Regions from separate parts of the Pan troglodytes genome. Here region 1 is linked to region 2. The links are chromatin contacts, called in public HiChIP or PLAC-seq maps. All regions are on one chromosome and are shown on one strand. Each heading gives the region's core, a stretch centred on a gene start, on an enhancer-like site or on the middle of the called end of the contact. The rest is flanking DNA. Distances are from core to core; before and after follow the strand shown. Region 1 holds the start of ZEB2 (zinc finger E-box binding homeobox 2). Region 2 holds the start of GTDC1 (glycosyltransferase like domain containing 1).

The links. HiChIP or PLAC-seq counts read pairs in DNA pulled down with a chosen protein or histone mark.
Region 1: an H3K4me3 HiChIP or PLAC-seq map of stem cell-derived excitatory neurons shows a contact between it and region 2, with 5 times the contacts expected there. The contact joins the promoter of ZEB2 here to the promoter of GTDC1 in region 2. A contact is called at or near these places in 2 of 7 Hi-C or Micro-C datasets (induced pluripotent stem cells and stem cell-derived neural progenitor cells), 1 of 1 datasets of contacts at active chromatin or transcription factors (stem cell-derived excitatory neurons) and 1 of 1 other capture datasets (stem cell-derived neural stem cells).

The regions. Positions count from the first base shown.
Region 1 is chr13:46,562,281-46,564,980 of NHGRI_mPanTro3-v2.0_pri, forward strand. ZEB2 (zinc finger E-box binding homeobox 2) reads right to left here and starts at 1,297. Exons shown (of 10, transcript XM_001158120.6): 1 at 1,173-1,297. LOC134807980 (a long non-coding RNA gene) reads left to right here. Exons shown (of 3, transcript XR_010149743.1): 2 at 1-1,344; 3 at 1,449-1,532.
Region 2 is chr13:46,374,682-46,377,381 of NHGRI_mPanTro3-v2.0_pri, forward strand. GTDC1 (glycosyltransferase like domain containing 1) reads right to left here and starts at 1,256. Exons shown (of 13, transcript XM_063790448.1): 1 at 1,142-1,256.

The DNA of each region.
Region 1 (2,700 bases), core at 47-2,546, 190 kb after region 2:
AAATGGTCACACAAGTGTCTGGGATGAAACAGCTGGCCTGTCTATATTCATCCTGAGACACACGACTGCATATAAATACATGTTTAATAAAGTAAGTTGCTAGTTTTATGGGCATGTGTGTGTGTGAGAGAGAGAGACAGGGCATTTGTGCTGTAAACTTTATCTTTGCCTGTTACTCCTAAGTCTGGAGTTAGTAATCTTGCCTTCATCATTACAGGGGGAGCATGTAAAATATATCAGTAGGTGGGAGATAAACACATTCATGTTAGCCGGGCTCATCACTGTTCCTGGGAACTCCTGCTATCTCTCTCTCGACTTTTCAGTGCCAAAGTATGGAATGGGATATATGTGCGTATGTGTCTTCTATTAAATCCATGTCTATATTACTTTGCCACTAAAAATACAATTTTAAAAGTTATCCTAATTTAAAACCCTGATATCCTGACAGCAGTTTTCTTCCCAGCTGTAGTGCCCCCCCCCCCCTCCACTTTGGTAAACGACTCAAGTTCCATGAGGACTTTCACTTCTTTATTTATAATCACAGAAGTGAGGTGTTACTTCACACACATACACACACAAAGAATGAAATAAAGAAATGAAACTCGCTAAGCAGACAAAAACAGACAACTTTCTGCTTAGAAAACAGCCTTCTCGGTGGGAGAGGATGAACTGCCATGTCTAAGAGAAAGACTTGCCCCCGAATTTGTAGGTCTGTAACTGACCAAGTTTTGTAATTATTAACAGGTATTTGCCAAGTCCTAATTGCTGAATATAATGAATTGGAACTAGACACGAAAATAGAGCAGGACCTCTCCCCTTGATGAGTTTTTATTCCAGCCATATAATTCTCAATAAAACTTTTCCTGGGCTGGATAGCAAAGGACACCTTTGGTTACCTGAATGGACAGGTACAGGGGAAATTATTTGGGGGAGGGAAAAAGGAGAGAAAAGCAAGGAGAGAGAGTGTGAGTGTAAGAGAAAGCGAAGAAGCCACTCTTGAGAAAAGCTTGCCATAAAGGAGCTAAACCCACCTGAAATTCCTACCCACGGACACCCCTTCTCACTTCAGACTCACATCCCCACTCAAAATGAGAAAATTAGAAAAGGAGGATGGAGGACGAGCACACCAAAAAGGGATAAAAAGAGAGAAAAGGGGAGGAAAAAAAACCTACCTGCGAAGTCTTGTTTGTAGTTTTGGCCAGAAATGGTGAGAAGAAAAAGCATGAAGAAGCCGCGAAGTGTGGGGGAGAAAAAGGTGGAAGCGAAGAAACAGCTCCCGGAGCAAACTGTACAAAAACCTCGCCAAGAGTGTCGGGAGGCAGGACCGTTATTCCTGCAGAGCAGGTTAGAACTGATCTCTTTCGGCCACTCCAGGAAACACAAACCTGGGGACGGACTGACGTGTTACGCCTCTTCTAATGACATTTTTTTCTTTTTCTTTTCTGTAGGAGAGAGACGAGAGACCCTGAAACACGCGCCACCTATCTTTGTGGGGAGGGATAATTGAAGCGCCCTGAGCGTGAGCATCATGTGAAAACGTGATCGCCAAGTTTCTCTCTGGGAAAGGATCTGGGATAGATTATACCTTGAAGTCTCCGCAAACGCTTTAGTGGAAGAAATGAAATTCCACCTCCCTCCCTTCCTCCTCTCCCTCCCTTTCGCCTTCGCCTCCTTCCCCCCTCCCTCCCTTCTCCCCCCCTCCACCCCCCCCTCCCCGCCCGTCAAGCCTTTGGCATCATTATCCTCATCACTAAATCCTACAGAGTACAGGGCGGAAAACGGTGCACACCATTCACAGAACTGGAGAACTCCAAGGGGCGAAAGTTAAAGGGAAAGATCCTGGGTCCTCAATCCAGATAGTCTCTTCTTATACAGATATCTCTAATGACCAGATTTGAGATGCACATCAAATTGTGTAGGTATCTCAGTACAGCTTCTGGAACAAAGTTCTCTGCCCTTTCTCTTATTATTATTTTTTTCTTTTTAGGTACCAGAGCCAGAAAAAAATTGCTGCATGGGAGCTGCATCTTAGGGCATGTGTATTAGGGTGTGTGCATGATGAATTTCTGGACTGGATCCCAATATTAAAAAGTAGTTTGGCATTTTAATAAAGGGTCTCTAAGTAAATTAACATAGAACACTCGGTTGGCCGATCTCTGAATCTCTCTACACCTCGGGGAGACCTCACTACAAAGTAAGGGAGAGTGTGTAGGGAGGCAGGAGGAGAAACGAGAAAGGCCATAGAGAAACTTAGCAGGGAAGGGAGAGCATGATATTAAACGGCATGGGGTCTAAGTTTTGGAGTATATATTTTTTGATATTACAATTAAAGTAAAATTAAAAAGAAAAGACTCCACCTTTGCTCTGAAGGGATTGGTTATGCAAATATGGAAGGGATTTCCTGGAGAATACAGCTTTCTACTGTATGGTTAATTAAATAATCACTCAAAAGCTTCCAACGTGACGCTTCTGTCGTAATCCAATCAGGTTACATAGGTCCTAAACAAGAAAGATATTTTCCACATCTGGAAGTCAGCAATTTAGCAAGTACTGCACATTATTAACCAATTCAGAGCCCACTTCCCAGGGGAATTTTTTTGAAGTTTAAGTGTTCTTAACCAATGCTCTGCTGTTTTGTTAATCAAAAAGCTGGTTTACACTGCACATAATTGGAACTAATATAGAAGTAAATAAAGACAG
Region 2 (2,700 bases), core at 6-2,505:
AAACAGGTTAATAGAAGCCAATAGAATGGCTCTATTGAATTGTACTGAACTTCTTTTTCAGCAGCTCCTTTACCTAACCACTATTTTAAGCTTTAAAATCAACTTCAGGGGTAGGCACCAAATAACCAAGTGAGCCACGGCAGCCGGGGCTGCAAACTGAAATCCATCTCGTATGGAAAATCATCATCAACTCACGTTTTCCATTTCAAACTGCGATACAGGTGGAAGAAAAGCTGTAAAAGCCTTCTCTTTGAAACTCCCATCACACGGCCTCAAGGCATTAACGTAAGAATCTCAAGATAACCTAAAGCAGCACAGTTGTCAGAAGACTCTAGAAGTTGTATGTGCGAGAGAAGGCAAAAAAACTACTTCGGGACTAAAGGTTAAATTTCGCTGTTGCATTCCCAAGACTTAAATTCAGAGAATCTTTCCACCTGGACAGAATGGGATTGTCTGGATCCCGATGAAAATGGGAAGTTATGTGCTTAATCCTCAGACGAGGGATTCCGGGGTGGGGGGCACAGTGAGGGTCTTCACACTCGGCTGGCAGAGGGGAGTGGGGCGCTGGGGAGGTCTGGTAACTGAGGGCGACTAGGAGCCAGAAGCGAAGCTTTCCCTCAGGAAGGCCTGGGGCTCGCACTGCAAGGGGCCAAGCGCCGGGCAGCCTGGTGGTCGGCGAAGCACCCCAGCCAACTCAGGCCAACCCGGACGCCCGGCCTCCCTTCTCCCGCGCGAGGGCGACGTGCCCCCACCCGTCCTCTCAGCCTGCGCGAGGAAGAAGCGGAGCGCCGGGCTGCAGAAAACCAGCACGCACGACGTGTAGGCACCAAAAAAACGCAATTCGAACACGACCAGTTTGCAGAAGGCACAAAATGCCACGGCCTGGACGCCCCATTCCGAGCGCGGTGCGGACGGCGGCGCAGGGAGCGCAGCGCGTGCGCCCGGGAAGCGCGCGGCTCTCAGCTCCGCCTCCCCCACACCCCCCGCCCCCGGCTCCCCGCGCCGCAGCCGCCGCTGCTGCCCCTCTGGGATCTCCGCGCAGCGCGGCCCCGCGAGGCGGGCGCCGGGGAGGGGAGGGGAGGGGCCGCGCTCCCCGCCTCCCCGCCGGCCCGCGCGGCTCCCCAGCCCGGAGCCTACTCACCTCCTCCTCCTCCTCCTCCTTGTCTCTCCCTCCTGGCCACCGGCGCGGCCCAGCCGGCGACGCGCTGACGCCGTGCCCCTCCCCCGCGGCCGCCGCGGATGCCGCCGCCCCTCCCGGCCCGCGGCCGCCTCGGCCTCCGGGCACGTCAGGCGCTGGTCCCGCCCCTCGGCCCGCCCGCGCAATCGAGGCTCCGCCTCTCTGCGCCGCCCGGACTCCGCTGGCGCGAGGTCCCTGAGTCAGCGGCCGCTCCCGCCCGCGCGAGTCGCTCCGCCCCAGCCAGCGGGCTCGGCTCCTCGCACCTGCCCACTGTCCCCCGGCCTCGCACTGCTCCCCACCTCCCTGTGCGCCCTTTCCCATCTCGTCAGCACCCTGTCCGCCCCTTCAGCTTTTTCGTACTCTTTCCCCAACCTCCTAGTCCTGTTCTAAGCTCGCATAGTCACCTTCTCTTTCCTTCTGGAAGGTCTGTGCTGTTCATTAGGTCGACCTCGGATTCCCCCTGCAGTTTTCCAGCCGGCCCGTTGCATCTCCTTTCCTGGTCCACTCCCCGGCCTACTAGAGCCTCAGGGCCCCTGTGTGGGTTCCTGGCTCCCTTGCCGACACCTCTACCTGCTCTGCAGCCCGGAGCTCCTCCACAGCTGCTTTGCCAATGCCTCTTAATATCCCTCCTTCTGGACCTCCTCGATTCCCTCCTGGCAAGGCTCATGCTTTCCTTTATCTCCATTTTTCCCGTCCTTTCGGTTCTGACTACTCCACACACTTCTGATGCAGTTTGAGTATTCAATAATTGCATATTCGCGGTCCCATTTACACGAGGAGAGTCACATTGAGTAATTAAAAATCACAAAGCAAAGCGACAGCAGTGGAGACCATCATTTGACTTGCATAGTTCCATCTATATTTTCCTTGTGCAATAATATTCTCATTGCCACTTGAATTTCAAGGAATGGGATTTTCTGTTGGGGCTTAAAATTCACAAATGTTGGATGTTTTTTCGCTGCGACCTAATTTCACTTTAGCTCTTTTATTTATAGACTACATAGTAGAAAGAGTACCAGGAAGTCCCAGGTGTTCTTGACTGTAAAGTGAGGAATGTGTCCCTTCTTTAAATTCCTTTATGAAGTAAAGGATCCTTTCTAAAGTAAAGGATTTTGTATCTGGAAGGAGGTTGTAGGTTAAATGACTCTGGTGAAGGCAAAACATGCAAATATAACTGGATGTCTGGTTTATTAAGTAACTTCATTTTTAAAACTGCAACTCGGAAGAGTTAGGCTGTGATGCGAAAATGAGTTAGGAAACATACCAAAATAAAGGAAATCGATTAGGTCTTTGTACTTATATCCACAAGTTGCTTTAAGTTATGTGAGTAAACATTCTTATCCTTAAATTGAAGCGTCGAAACTATCTTCCGTTCTAAACAAAATCCAGCTCTGTGTGGACATTCAAAGTTTAAAACCATTGTTGAATTGAACAACAGCATTGTAAGCATTTGAAAGCCTAATAAACCATCTGTCCATCCACTTTCACACAAATTGAGAAACAGAAAAGAGTAAATGCCAAAA